Regions from separate parts of the Mus musculus genome. Here all the other regions are linked to region 1. The links are chromatin contacts, called in public HiChIP or PLAC-seq and promoter capture Hi-C maps. All regions are on one chromosome and are shown on one strand. Each heading gives the region's core, a stretch centred on a gene start, on an enhancer-like site or on the middle of the called end of the contact. The rest is flanking DNA. Distances are from core to core; before and after follow the strand shown. Region 1 holds the start of Gng13 (guanine nucleotide binding protein (G protein), gamma 13). Region 2 overlaps Cacna1h (calcium channel, voltage-dependent, T type, alpha 1H subunit). Region 3 overlaps Unkl (unkempt family like zinc finger).

Region 1 (4,366 bases), core at 1,627-4,126:
AACCTCTGTCCATCCCAGGGTGGATAGCCTGCGTGTCTGTAGCTCCTTGGGGTTCTAGAGGGCTCTAGGCACAGCAGCAGCAGCAACCTTGGTATCCTGCAGTTTAGTGAGGGTCCCGGTGTCCCTGCCTGTTCTTGCTCCCTCTCCTTAGCCCCGTGCATGTTCCTTGTCTTCTCCACTTATAGTTGGAGAACCCCCAGCTGCCATGGGGTTAGGCTGTAGCATTGTCAGGACCTTGCCCTACACCCAAGATCTTGAATTTGGTGTATGGGTTGGTGCCATAGGCAGACCCTGGCTCTTACTGACCCCACACCCTAGCTCTTAGACTTGGTGCAACAGGCAGACTACCTCTGCTGACTGGTACCGTGGTATCTTGCCTCACCCACCTGGGTAGGAATGTGGAAGAGGTCTGCCGCTTCCCTGAACTACCTGCCCGAAAGCCCCTCACCTACCAGGCTAAGCAGCTTATTGCTCGGGAGATTGAAATGGAGAAGATGCGCAGGGCAGAGGCTTTGGCCTGGGCTCGAAGTGGCCCCCAGGTAAGTTTGTCCCCGGTGTTGAGACAGCATACAACATCAGTGGTTTGGCCTTGGCTAGCCGACTCTCATGCTTCCATTCAGGTGGACCAGGGCTCCTCAGGGCCTGCAAGTCTGTGGACAGACAGTGGGGAAAAGGGGACAAGGCAGCCTGTCCCACGTAACCATGAGCAGCGCCTAGAACACATCATGACGAGAGCAACCGTGCAGGAGCAGGTGTGTGTGTGTTGGGGGTAGGGCTGGAGCAAGATGATTACCGGAGGGTGGGGCTTGCCCCAATCCCAAGGAGCCACCTGTTGCTCTCAGAAAGTGGGCAGTGGTTAGTAGAGGTCCTCCTAGTCGCAGGCCTTGCTCAGAGGCCTTGGGAGTCTCCTCTCACATGGGAAAGGCCTAGGTGTGCCTGCTTGTTCACTGGCAAGCTGACGGCCCTCTTTTCTGCTAGCCTGAGAGGGACTTCTTTGGACGTGTGGTCATCAGGAAAGTGGCAGTCCCGAGCAGAGGTGTGTATGGGTCACAGAAGGAAGGGAGGGGGTGGAGACATAGGCTGGGGTCTGCTGAGGTGCAAACCTTTTGGTCCCTGCAGAGGTTGAGGCCCCCCAGAAGGACGCGGACGAGTGGCGCATGGGTGTGGCAGTGGGCAGGAGTGAGGTGTGGTTCCGGTTCAACGAGGGCGTCTCAAATGCTGTTCGGCGCAGCCTGTACATCAGGGACCTGCTGTAGCCCCACTGCCCCAGGACATCAGATCGCACTGGCTCCCACAGGGAATGGACTAAAGCAGAGACACCCGGAGAAGTCTATTTATAAAGTCACACCTTACAGAGAGTGTGGGTCAGGCTCATAGGATGGTGCACTTGGCCTTCTCTACCCAAGGGTTGTTCTTCATCAGGTCTGGGTTCAGGAAGGGGTCCTTGGGGATTCCATCCTCAATCCACTTGAGAAGCCTGTGAGTGGGGAGTGTCAGTGAGTGTCGGTCATTCCCGTGGCACCTGCCTACTGGGGGTGTGAGGTCCTGGTTCACACAAGGGGCAGTGGCTGGGCAGGTAAATGACAGACATCATGGGGCACTCACTCGGGGATGGTCTTGGACGACATCTCCCTCTTGAAGGCCAGTTGGTACTTGAGGCTCTCTACCTCCTTCTTCATCTGGGGCACATCCCACTCCTCCATGGCGTCGGGGGCGTCGGTGGTAGCCAGCCTGAGGCTGGTGGGCAGGAGAAGCGAAAAGAGCTGGGTCTGCAGCCCCCACCCCCACGCCACCCTCAGCCCCAGGACAGAGGGAGATCCTGGGACCATACCACCCATTGGTCCTTCCTGAGGTCTGGAGTGATGTTGGCAAAGAGCCCGAAGAGGGCCACAGGGACCCACTAACAAGACCCCTGAGCCTTCTCTACCCAGTGGGGCTGATTAGCTGCAGAGCAAACTTTCCGTTCTTGGCTGGGCAAATGAGCCTGAGAAGGCCCAGCCCTGGATTGGGAGGACAGACTCATCCCTGCCTAGGGAGGTTAAAAGATGGACTTCTGAGTACCCAGGGCAGCCCCCACCCCCCTTCCAGACCCACTTCTAACTCAGACCCTGGGTGCTGCGATGAGAGCCCTGAGATGCTGGGTGCTGCCTGGCCCTCCTGGATGCCTGTTTTGCATGGGTAAAGAGGCTGAGAGGCCAAGTTAATCTCGGGGCTGGGAGGATTTGTCTGCAATTTGCATGTAGGGTGGGGTATGTGCAGAATGTCTGGGGACACAGGCCTTTCAGCAAGCCCAGGACTTGGGAGGTGGGTAGCCTTCCTGAGACCAGTGTTTTCAGATCCAGTCACTGACCTGACTAGGGAGAGCTGTCAGTTGGAGCACAACGGGCCTCCCTTTACCCCTCCCTAGCTAGTTGCACTCCAAAAGACCAAGTCTCTGGTTCTCCCTCCAATCACAGCTTCCACGACCTTGAGAGGGGTCTGGCACCGAGTACCAGACACATCCGGGCTAAGCTTCCATCCCGGGATACTGAGCTGAGCTGGCCTTGGGGAGAGCCTAGGACCCAGCCTTTAGAGTGGCCCATCCTAAAGAGGTCCTGGCAGGGCTCGCAAGGAACCAGTGAGAGGTTGGGTGGGCTAGTATTCCTGGTTGTGTGGGGCCACCTGCAGAGTACCTTTCCCAGAGACCCCCAAGTTACAGTGCCCCACCCTGCTAGGTTCTCCCGCGCCCCACACGCCGACAGGCACGTGGGCGGAGGATCAGCTGCGGGTCCTCCACAAATGGGAGCATCTGGGCTGGGGGCATGGCCCACCACTGGCCCTACCTGCGCTGCTGCCGCCGCCGGAGCCCGGCCGCCGGTGCACCCCGAGACGCCCCCGGCCAGGCGCACGGCGGCGCACACGGGCACTGCGGGCGGCGCGCACGGCGCAGGACAGACGCGCCCCCGTCGCGCAGCGATGGCTCCTGCGCCGCTGGACTCGATCTGTCGGCCGCCCCGCCCCTGAGGCCCGGAGGCAGTTGCCCTGGTCCCAGTAGTTAGAATTAGCCTAGGGGCCCCACCTGGTCAAGCCCTAGAGCCCTGGAGTCTGTTTCCCCCTCAGTGTGAGGTTTCTGTTCATCGGACTTACTTTTGGAGGAGACAGCAAAAGCAGAGATGACAAGGGCCGAGGGATCTGTGGAGTGAGGCTGGGCTGTCCGAGTCCGGGGAGCCCAGGCAGCCGCCCCGCCCACTCTTGCCACCTGGGGCCTTGGTACCGCCTTTACAGGGTTGGGCTGACCCCAAGAGCTCCCTGGGCTGCTCCTACAGCTTTGGCAGGTCTCCCCTGGGGTGGGACATGCAGCAGTGGGAGCTAGTCCCGTCTCTCCTGGGTCAGCTACAACTGCTGGCAACCCAGTTTGACAATCTTGTGATACTGGGACCAGAGCCCTAAACAGCAAAATATGCCCCACCCAACAAGGCTTCTCTGGTCAGGGCCCTCCTATGCAGGGCACTCCAATGCAGGCAGCTGAGAAGAGGGGGTGGGGGCAGAGCACTTCCCACTGTGGTCTTGCAGCCCACCTGGTGCAGGTGACCTTCAGTGTTGTCCACTTATGGGAGGCTGGGGGGCATCCCGCAGAATTCCACGACAAGAGCCTCACCTAGAAGGGGTTCAGGCCTCCCTCCATAGCACTCCCACCTTCTGGCGCCTTCCTCATTCCCAGGCAATGACTTCAAAAGAACCCACGGTTGGATAGTGCGTGGGGGCCTCGGGTGTGAAGGGTCACCCATCTCCAGCTTTGGGTAGATTAAAAGTTAGCTTAGGGGGTGAGTAGGTCAGTTTCTTAGCTGATGCTGGATGGCCTTTGGGTAGGGAGAAGAGTACTTCCTCAGCCACAGGATTTTGAGCCCTGTGCCCGGCGGCAGCCACCTCCCTATTTCTCAGAGACTCTGTAACGGGGGCAGGGGGCTAGCCCTGCCTTCAACTAACCAGAGCAGCGCCTCCCTTTCCCAGTGTTACTGTCAGAGGTACACCTCACCAACTCTTGTGGGAGCTGTGCTCTGGGGACCTTCATATGACGCAGGCTGCAACAGCAACCCGTGGGGGAGGGGCAAGCCTGTCCTGGGAGGCAGGGCCAGTACCTTGCTAAGTATTCTGGGTCCTCTGAGGGCTGGAGGTTTGTTGAGTGGCCCTTACCTAGACAACAGGATAGGTCAGAGTTAGAGGAACAGAAGGAGTTCAGAGCTCACCCTGCCCAGGAGATGGCCTGGACCCCTGCAGGTATGATCAAAAGACAGACCAGGTCCCTGTCCCTTGGACTCTCAGGACCATCAGTCACACAGCAGGCTTCCCTGGTGTTGATCAGTGAAATGGGGTCACCAAGCTTCCC
Region 2 (4,785 bases), core at 139-2,638, 320 kb after region 1:
TGAATAAACATGTCCCTTTTTTTTTGAACAAATTGAAAAGTAAGGTTGAGTGCCCCTGAGAACTCGGTGGCAGCAGAGGCTGCAGGGAGGGTGGTCTGTGAGCCTCAACACTGCAGAGTGACAGAGAGGACAGCCCAGATCCCAAGGACAAGGGGGGGGCACTGTAAAACAAGGGTCCCTGCAGAGGGAAGCCTAGAACCCCCAAGGCAGAGTGTGGGGGCTGTCTGTCTGACCTCTTTTCCTATAGTGGCCCTCCAGCCTTCTGTCCCTCCTGCCCAGCCTTTCGCACGCAAACCAAGCTGTTCTGGATCTGGCCTAATGGAGCTTAGCTGGCTGTGCAGATTGCTCTGAGGGCTGGTAGGCGGGGCTGGAGCAGCTCAAAAGCTAATCCTCTGATCTCATGTACCACCTAGCAGGGAGGCCTTGTTGGAATCCTTGTCTTGCTTGGGGCCCACTCTGACAACGGAGGCCAAGCAGCAGCCACACCTGAAGACTCCTGACCCTCACCCCAGCTAAGCATGGCCACACTACCTATTGGTATGAGAGTGTGGGGCTCTTGGGACCTTGGCCGTCTCACTGGGTTAGGGACTGCAAAACTCACAACTCCCGCTGCCCTGCTTTTCTGGTGGCACCCTTTCCTCGTCCCCCCACGTGACAGACACGTGGTGGGTGATAACTCAGAAACCCTGCCCAAGAACTGAGCACATCAGGGGGACTTAAGGCCTTGCTTCTTGCTGTACCGGAAGGATCTGTGTAAATCAAGTGCTGTGACAGATGGAGAAACTGAGACCTGAAGAAGGGCAGTCATAGTAGATTCAGGGCAGATCATGCCCCCTGACTCTAGTCCAGATCTGAGTCACTAGGGTTGGGTGAGGAGAATCCCAGGGACTGTAAGCCAACATGGGGGCTGTGTCAAGCTGGGTGTTAATAAATCCTGGGGTCTGAGGGTGCTGGATCCCATTGGGCCATACCATCCTGTATCATGTAGCTCCCCAGTAAGAGATTGTATTTCATCTGGAGACCCAGCTAGAACTGTCACCCATGGGAGCCAGCAGCTTGTTAAGTTAACCAAACAAGCAACAAGAGACTGTTCCCTGACAGGCCTCAGTGACTTTATAGAAATGACAGTGGCCACCCAACCAGCAGGGTACGTACTGTAGCTTCCTCACTTCTGCTAGGACAAGGGATCATGGCAAAGTACAGCCTTTCTCAGCATGTATGTCTTCCTCGTGGTTCCCTTTGAGTGAAGAAGGGCAGACCCAAGATGTGTTTCAAGAAGAGGCACTTAGCTCTAATGGGAGACCCTACTCCCTAGTTTGCATCCCTTCCCAAGCCCAGCCTGATGCCCACCCTGAGCAGGCTCCAGGTGGGACAACTGCTTCAGCACCACGGACAGCGACCGCCGCCACTGCCTTCCCTCCAGTGTCCTCTCCGATCAGGTTCACAGAAGGCTACATTTAGGGACTTTGTTTGTGGTGCATTGAAGATGATCCATCTGTGACCCAGGGACCCTTCTGTGGACTCTGGTCCACTGGTCATGGGACCAGTGCGGGTTTCCTGCACAGGCAAGAAGGAGAAGGGACCTTGCCATGGGGTAACCTTGTGTCTCCCGGGGGAAGGCTATGTCCATTGCAGACAGCCTGGAGAGCCTAGAAAAGACTTCTTTACCTAATGTTTTGAAATCTCCACAGCAGGGCCTTCCCTTTGCTGGGTGCTGACTGGGATTTCTGGCCCCGTGGTGTGATGTAGAGTGGGAAGGCTGTTGAGCCCCTCCAAAGTGAGAGGTGGCCAGGCAGACCATGGGATGCTTGGAGTTTGGAGTGGGGCCCCAACAAGGGTAGCTGATAGCTGTTATGTTTGATAATCTCTAGCCACAGGGCCCTCTGCCATTCAGGGGGTCTTCTGGGACCCCTTGTTCAGCCACTTGTCTTGCTTCTCAGACCTTTGCTGCTTGCTAAGCCTCAGAGCTAGGTGGGTCTGTGCTGTCTGAGCGAGAGACTCCCACAAGGAGAGATCAGATTAGTCCACTTGGCTGGGTTCAGGCCCTGGGCTGTACCAGCACCAACTCCTGCCCACATATCTGTTTGGTTTCCTCTAACCCCCATGGAAATTGATTCTAATTTGTAGAAAGCCTGCAGGAATTTTAATTAAACCCAGAAAATCTATCTGTTGTAATTAAGCCTCTAGAAGTCACCCGGCTCCACGTGTTGTGACCAGTGGTGCTGCCTGTCCTTAGCTGCCCACAGAACATGACCAGGGGGCAGCATGACACGTGAGGTATGTCCTTGCTGTTGTAGGAAGCTGAAACTCCCCACTTAGGTAGATCTCTGGTCTGTGCCTGGAAGAGACCAGCCCTGGGCCCTGGACATGATCTGTTTCCCTACTAGGTTGGGGGGCGGGGGGTCCTGCCAGGCCTCCTGCAAGTTTGCCCTGTTTCCCTCTAACCCAGAGCCCTTGGCTGCCTCTTGTCTCAAAGCAGCAATCACTCAGGGAGGGCACTCCAACCTTGGTATCAGTCTCGGCGGTAGCTGTATGTGAAGGTAACAGCTGGGGCCTGGGATTCCTGGGTACGTTGACTAAGGGTTCTAGAGACAGTCCAGGCAAGCCAGCTTCAGGAGAGCATGGCCCATCTCAGTCTTTACTGGAGAGTCTGTAAGTGGGTGTCTGTGTCCCAAGCCTGAGAGAAATCAAATGATGGGCAAAGAAGTCAAGAAGCAGGCAGGCCACAGTCCTGGGCATCTGAGTGGGTGGGGGTACACAGGATAAGCTAAAAAAGCCCATTTCCACTGATAGCCTCTTCCAGAAATAGGGCAGGCAGAGCTTCGTGGTCAGGGTAGTAAGGCAGACAGTCAGGAAGGGCGTGGCCTGGGAGCCATGTATGATCGGCTGGTCTGAGCGTATGCCCTGCTGGTGGCCTCCCCCCGGGCCAGTGGAGAAGAGAGCTCCTGTCCCCCATGGCTTTGTGCTTCCTCTCTGAGCCTGCTCCCCTCTAATCCAAAGCAGCACCCCCTCACGTTGGAAATTCAAGTCTAACCCCCGAGCCTCATGGGGATGCACACTGGAACCCCTAAAACAAGGCCACCCCCTAAAACACCAAGCCCTTGTCATCTCTTGTCTGTCCACATGGAGAATAGCACAGAGCGCTGGGAATGAGCTTGGCAAAGCCGGGAATTGCCCGGTGTGGGGTGTGCAGAAGTTGCTTGGGGCCACAGGCTCTCCACCGGATGTGTAGACAAGGACGGGCTGAGAAGTCTCCAGTCTCTCGGCCTGGGAGTCGTGCTGCCCGTCAGAGGCAGGCCAGTGCTGCACTAGCAGGAGGCTGATTTTTGTTTTCCGCAGCCCCATTATGGCAGAGGCGCTCGTTACTGCTGAACCCATTAAGTGTAATTATGACGCTCTCAGCAGGAGCGTGTAATTACATTGGTGGCCTGGCACCACCGAGCACACCGCCTGTGTGGGCTAAGGGGCCCAGCTCCGTGGACAAAAGGGGTCAAGAGTCAGGACTGCAAGAAGGGTGTCAGAAAATGGGCTAGCCCTCCCTCCCCTCCGTCTCCTGCTCCCAGGTACCTCCGTGGATGGGGGCCACAGACCACACCAATACCAGCCTATGTCCTGTGTCCACGCACCGAGCTGACAGTGCTGCTGTTTAGGGGTTGGCACGTTATGGGGAGGGGGCAGGGCTCTGTGCTACTGTTCTCGTGGCAGACTCAGAGGTGTGTGACCTGTTCAAGGTCACCTTCAGGAGATTCCTTCTCTCCCTACCACATGTTCTTAAGCTCCCATGTCCCTCCAGTTATACTTTCCTTCATTCTCTGTAGAGTTTGACCCTCACTTAGGCTACCAGGCTCCAGTATGTTTGATGTCCTTACCTGGGCCCCATATGTGACACTGCTGGCTCATTGCAGTATTTCCAGGGCCATCTCAGAATGAAGCAGGGTCAGGGGGCAGTGACTCTCCTTCCAGGGAGAACTTGAGACTCTGGAGAGCCAGAGGGGCCAGCATGGTGCCATGGCGCCACCTGGTGGTCATATTGTGGTGATATTGCCTGAACCGTAGACTTGGGGCTGAACCCTGCCCAAGCTTGGGAGAGGGTCCACTCAGCTGACTGCACCCGTGTGCCAGGGAGCGCGCCTGGGAGGAGGCAGAGTGAGGTTGTCTGCTGCACAGCCCTTAACGCACAGCCCGCAGGTGGTTCGAGCACATTAGCATGCTGGTCATCATGCTGAACTGCGTGACACTGGGCATGTTCCGGCCCTGTGAGGATGTTGAGTGCCGTTCAGAACGTTGCAGCATCTTGGAGGTAGGTATCAAGGACTGTGAGGAGGAGCAGGAGGGCACCAGGTGTGCCCCGCCCCTCATCCTGACCCCCTTTCCTCCAGGCCTTTGATGACTTCATCTTTGCCTTCTTTGCTGTGGAGATGGTTATCAAGATGGTGGCTTTGGGACTGTTCGGCCAGAAATGCTACCTGGGTGACACCTGGAACAGGCTGGACTTCTTCATTGTCATGGCTGGGTATGCTTGGGAATCCCAGGAGCAGGCTCGGGGCTGAGACCTGAGAGAGGCTCAGGTTTGACAGAGTGCATATGTTGATGGCCCTCATGGGGCGGTGGGTGACGGTGACAGGAGACAGAGGCCTCTGGGCTCTTCCCTCCCTGAGCATCCCTGCTTCCCCAGCATGATGGAATACTCTCTGGACGGACACAACGTGAGCCTCTCTGCCATCCGAACAGTGCGTGTGCTGCGGCCCCTCCGCGCCATCAACCGGGTCCCCAGTAAGTGCCTCT
Region 3 (4,867 bases), core at 1,700-4,199, 510 kb after region 1:
AGGAGGCAGAGGCAGGTGGATTTCTGAGTTCAAGGCCAGCCTGGTCTACAAAGTGAGTTCCAAGACAGCCAGGACTATACAGAGAAACCCTATCTCGAAAAAAACAAAACAAAACAAAACAAAACAAAACAAAACAAAACAAAAAAAGTAATCTTAAAATAAAAAAAAAGAGAGTTCTGCTGCTCAGGCCTCTGCCTGAAACACTTGGCTACAGTCGCTGCAGCTGACTCAAGGGCCTATATTTCCCAGAGAAAAAAAATGCTACAAGGCTTTGATTTTGTTTTCAAGGTAGGTCACAATTTTCAGGGTGAGGGGAGTGGGGAACCACAGGGTTTCTTTGTGTCCTGGAACGAGCTCTGCAGGCTGGCCCTGAAGTCACAGAGATCTGTCTGCTCTGCTTCCCAAGTGCTGGGATTAAAGGCGTGTATCACTGTCACCACCAGTCTTAAGTATTTTGAACAGTAAAACAAAGGACACATGAATATGAGCAAAAGAAAGAAAACAATTACAGAACAAGTAGGCAGTGGGACTGGGGGCTTAACTCAGCAGTAGAGTGCGGACACAGAAAGGCCTAACAGAAAGCCATGCGATGCTGTACCTGCTTGCTGTCCTCAGTAGCTTTCTGGCTTCCTTCAGAGGGGGAGTCTTTCCTTTTGGCCTGCAAATAGAAGACCCGCTCAGGTTAGAAAGGCAAGGAGACATCTCCTGAAAACACATAGGCCTACACTTTGTTTACAATTTAGAAAATGCTGGAGCTGGTGTGCTGGACTGGGCTTGTAATCCCATTACAAAGGAGACTGAGGCGGGCAGATCGTTGAGTTTGAGGCCAACCTAGGTCATAGAATAAGACCTCATCTCAAAAAAAAAAAAAAAAAAAAAAACCAAAAAACCAAAACAATAACCAACAACCCTACAAAACACTGAGAAAGTGTTTACACAGTTCCTGTTCACTGGTACCCAAAGCTCTTCCCACATTTGGATCACTCAGGGAAAGACAGGCCTTGACACATGTACCAAGCCAAGGAGTTATTCAACAAAATGGCCTGGGTGTGTACAGGTCTCTTTTTTTGTTTGTTTGTTTTTTTCGAGACAGGGTTTCTCTGTATAGCCCTGGCTGTCCTGGAACTCACTTTGTAGACCAGGCTGGCCTCAAACTCAGAAATCCACCTGCCTCTGCCTCCCAAGTGCTGGGATTAAAGGAGTGCGCCACCACCGCCCGGTGTGTGCAGATCTCTTGCTTGACCCAAACAGCACCAAGGCTAAGTCTGTTCAGAATTGCCCAAGGGAGGTTGTGGTGGTTTGAATAGGTTTAGCCTCATAGACTCATGTTTGAAAGTCTGGCTATAGGGAGTGACACTACCAGGAGATGTGGCCTTGTTGGAAGAAGTATGTCACTTTGTGGGAGGTCTGCTCTGCTCAGGCTACACACAGGGTGGAATCTAGTCTACTCGTGGCTGCCAGCCGATCAAGATGTCGAATTCTTAGCTACTCTAGCACCATGCCTGTCTGCACACCGCCATGGTCTTGCCATGATGATAATGAACCTCTGAACCTGTAAGCCAGGTCCAATTAAATGTTGTCCTTTGTAGTGTTGCCTTGGTCATGGTGTCTCTTCACAGCAATGAAACCCTAAGACAGGCCCAGCTGTGCCTCCTTGAAGGAGAAGAGCTCCCAGCATTTCAAGTGGCCCTGTGAGGGTTTTGTGACAATTCCAAGAGACGTGGAAAGTTCTGAGTATAGAGTGCCCGCAGGGTTCCAGGCCCAGAGCAGGAAAGAATGTAGAGATGACTCATCCACAGGCACTCCTCCACCCTCACTCAGAGAGAGAGGGACTCTCGGGAGAGCTCACTGACACCAGCAACAGAGCATCACAGACTGGGGCCTCCTGAGCCGAGAGCAGCAGAGGATGCCTGCCATACCTAGAACACATATGGAGCCTGCCCTACCAGCCAGAGAAGACCATCCTAGGCAGAAGGGCCAAAGAACAAAAGTGACTAAACCCTAGACCACAAAGAAACACCTACAGAACCTCAGGAGCCCTAACAGACTCAGGGTCCAACAGTGGCTTAGCAACCAAGTGCAGCGACACCCTGACTGCATGAGCTGAGCAGAGCGGCTCTGTTCAACTAATTCAGGGAGACTTCTTTTTTTCCCCTCATTTTTAATAGTTTGTTTTTGTTTTGTTTTGTTTTAAGACAGGGTTTCTGGAACTCACTTTATAAACCAGGCTGTCCTCAAACTCAGAGACCTCCTACCTCCACCTCCTGAATGCTGGGCATAAACCACACTGCCCAGCAACCTCAGGACTACGTCAATGTCACACAAACTGTTTAGAACCAAATGCTATTTTAAATCCGTTTTTGAACATCCTGTCCCTATCCTGGGATGGCTCCCCAGGGACCTACTCTAGTGGCTGACTCTGGCACGAACAGGAAGTGACTTCTCAGTCCGAGAACGATCCATCCTCATCACACCCATCAGATACAGGACGCCCCTCACCCAAAGCATGGGGATGCCGAGTAACAGACTGAGATGCTGCATCAGATACCACTTGTTGATGACCTCCAACTGCCTAGGACGGACAGCCCAAGGGATCTGCCAAGTCGAGGGCTGGCAAGGCACCAGATGCCCGCTAAGGCCGAATCCCACAAAGCAGTGCAGCAGGGGCATGATGTCCTGCTCCAGCCCAGGCAAGACTTTTCTAGACTATCTGAGGAGGAATCACAACTCCACATGTAGGCTGCTTTCAGCCACACCACCCAAACCTCACCCCATGCCTGTCCCCTCAGTGGGACTGATCCAAGCAGTGTCCACTTACACTTCCAGGCTGGCTGCTATAAGCTGAGGTGCTGTTGGAACTGAGATCACGGCAGCTCCACTCGTTCACCATAGCCAGGCTCTCTGCCAAGAGAAAAAAAAGAGAAACTGGCACTGAGGGGCCGCCAGCTGGCCCACAGGACAGGTGGAGAGGACCGGTTGATGTTGTAACCACTTCCCTTGTTCTGGGTGGCAGGCCAGCCCACACAGAGCCATGAAATTAAAATAAAAAATTCTTTTTTGCTGGGTGGTGATGGCGGCGGTGCACGCCTTTAATCCCAGCACTTGGGAGACAGAGGCAGGTGGATTTCTGAGTTCGAGGCCAGCCTGGTCTACAGAGTGAGTTCCAGGACAGCCAGGGCTACACAGAGAAACCTTGTCTCGGAAAAAAAAAAAAAAAATTCTTTTTAGGGGCTGGAGAGGTGGCTCAATGGTTGGTACATCTGTTTTAAGGTGTGTATTCTGTGTGGATGTGTGCATGTGAGTACAGGTGCTCCGGGGGTCCCTGAGTGTGCATTTGATTCCCTAGCGGTTGTGGGTGCTGGGAATTCAGCTCTCGACTCTGCAAGAGCAATGCATGCTCTTAACTACTGAACCATCTCTCTAGCCCCAAATAGTGCTATTTGGGTTCAATCATTTTTAACATGAACAACAACATGTCAAGTGTGATCAGAAACAGCTGCCACTCCAACTGGAACAGAAAATGAAGTCTGAGCTTGCAACTGCTTTATAACCACCAGAACTCAGACTCCTGAGCTGGGGGAGCAGCTTTAGAGAATCAATTATGAGCCTATGTGACAATAAATGACCGTAGGGTCTGAGGCCAGCTGGCCAAGCCCAACTAAGGATCTTGGCACCTCTAGCTACAGGGACAGAAAGTGACTCTACAAAGCCACTGACACTCAGTCCCAGCAGGACAGCAGCAAAGCAGGTGAGCACGAGAATGACAACAGATCCGTATCCCCAGGAGGCAGGTGGGACCTAGGAGGCCGGGGACAGGGGTCCTTTCAAGCATCACAGGTCTAGTCTGTCCCAGGTGCAAAGGGCAAGGCAGGTCCAGCCATGAGGCATGAGCCCTCCCCTCTCCCTGCCCCCACCCCAGCCATCTCAACGGGCATTATATACAGGATTCCCAGACATGCCTAGTCCCAGGTCACTGTGAGACTGTGGAGCTGCTGAGTGAGCTCCTTGGCCACATGGTGGCTGAGGTGCCCCCTCCCCCACACCCCCCTGAAGATCGTCTACTTACTCTCAGTGTGTGCAAAGGCACAGAAAGGGCCCCGAGGGCAGTAGCCAGTTTGGCGCATATCGTTGCATTTTGTAGATTTGTAGATCTAGGAAATCAGACAAAACATGGTGGCTTAGTGATCTGTTTTCTATGAAGCGCAGCTGGCCGCTTAGAACACCGAAGCAAACAGAGTGAGTGAGCACTTCCCAGCTGCAGAACAAATCTGCAGTGTCTCCAAAAGCTCATGAAGGCCTGGCTCTTAGACCAGAAGATGCTGGACCGGTGACAAGGCAGGGCCTAGTGCAAGGCCCCTGTAACTATGAGATATGCTTGTGATCATGACTGGGAACCTCCAAATCTTTGAGCTACACAACCCTTTCCTTTCTAGTGATAGACAGATGGCCACCATACCATTTGCCCCTAGATGCCCTTGGTCCTAAAAACCCTCCGCTCTGCAAAATGTATTGGTCAGAGCCAAGTCTGTCTGTCAGACCGCCAGGCAAAGACTACTTGACACTCTGGAAAGGTGTCTGTCTGGTAGACAGCAGAAGCTCGAGCAATGCCTGTTCAATGATAGGTGCTTATACAAGCACCTATCTTACGACCAGACTGCCCACTACTTCACCATGGGGACCTGGGAAAGAACGAAGACAAGACTGGCACCCAGGAGCCAACATTCCCTAGATACCAAAACAACACTACCCACTCAAAAGGCTCAGGGAGGGCATGACAACAGCCCCTGCACTAGCACACTTATGCCTGCATACAGCTATGCCCTTCAGTTCCACTAGCCTAGCCCCACTACCTGCAGACTTAGATGCC

The links. Promoter capture Hi-C pulls out the DNA fragments that hold promoters and counts their contacts. HiChIP or PLAC-seq counts read pairs in DNA pulled down with a chosen protein or histone mark.
Region 2: an H3K4me3 HiChIP or PLAC-seq map of craniofacial prominence shows a contact between it and region 1, with 4 times the contacts expected there. The contact joins the enhancer-like site here to the promoter of Gng13 in region 1. A contact is called at or near these places in 18 of 39 promoter capture datasets (the 3T3-L1 cell line, 3T3-L1-derived adipocytes, the C10 cell line and 12 more), 2 of 15 datasets of contacts at CTCF or cohesin (embryonic stem cells and large pre-B cells), 50 of 484 Hi-C or Micro-C datasets (the 63-12 cell line, B cells, the C2C12 cell line and 34 more), 11 of 115 datasets of contacts at active chromatin or transcription factors (bone marrow-derived macrophages, craniofacial prominence, differentiating embryonic stem cells and 7 more) and 5 of 9 other capture datasets (adipose tissue, embryonic stem cells, embryonic tail and 2 more).
Region 3: a promoter capture Hi-C map of pre-B cells shows a contact between it and region 1, with 2.1 times the contacts expected there. The contact joins the enhancer-like site here to the promoter of Gng13 in region 1. A contact is called at or near these places in 9 of 39 promoter capture datasets (the 3T3-L1 cell line, the HPC-7 cell line, cranial neural crest and 5 more), 1 of 115 datasets of contacts at active chromatin or transcription factors (astrocytes) and 3 of 9 other capture datasets (embryonic stem cells, macrophages and pancreatic islet).

Annotation. Positions count from the first base shown.
Region 1 is chr17:25,716,038-25,720,403 of GRCm38.p6, reverse strand. It overlaps Gng13 (guanine nucleotide binding protein (G protein), gamma 13), which reads right to left and starts at 2,876. Exons shown (of 3, transcript NM_001357782.1): 1 at 2,823-2,876; 2 at 1,606-1,737; 3 at 1,302-1,477. The coding sequence starts at 1,703. The coding sequence ends at 1,372. Chtf18 (CTF18, chromosome transmission fidelity factor 18) reads left to right here. Exons shown (of 22, transcript NM_145409.2): 19 at 395-539; 20 at 621-752; 21 at 979-1,036; 22 at 1,120-1,374. The coding sequence ends at 1,256.
Region 2 is chr17:25,397,249-25,402,033 of GRCm38.p6, reverse strand. Cacna1h (calcium channel, voltage-dependent, T type, alpha 1H subunit) reads left to right here. Exons shown (of 35, transcript NM_021415.4): 3 at 4,189-4,300; 4 at 4,380-4,513; 5 at 4,676-4,773. Among named protein-coding and RNA genes, the nearest start is that of Gm33617, 12 kb to the right of the region's middle. Within about 2 kb of position 1,388, at least 16 of the 459 cell types and tissues checked have an H3K27ac peak or open chromatin away from gene starts, as enhancers often do. A contact at or near this core is called in craniofacial prominence, where this site is marked.
Region 3 is chr17:25,208,838-25,213,704 of GRCm38.p6, reverse strand. It overlaps Unkl (unkempt family like zinc finger), which reads right to left. Exons shown (of 15, transcript NM_001197024.1): 7 at 4,067-4,151; 8 at 2,819-2,901; 9 at 599-658. Among named protein-coding and RNA genes, the nearest start is that of Gm52286, 22 kb to the right of the region's middle. Within about 2 kb of position 2,949, at least 84 of the 459 cell types and tissues checked have an H3K27ac peak or open chromatin away from gene starts, as enhancers often do. A contact at or near this core is called in hippocampal neurons and pre-B cells, where this site is marked.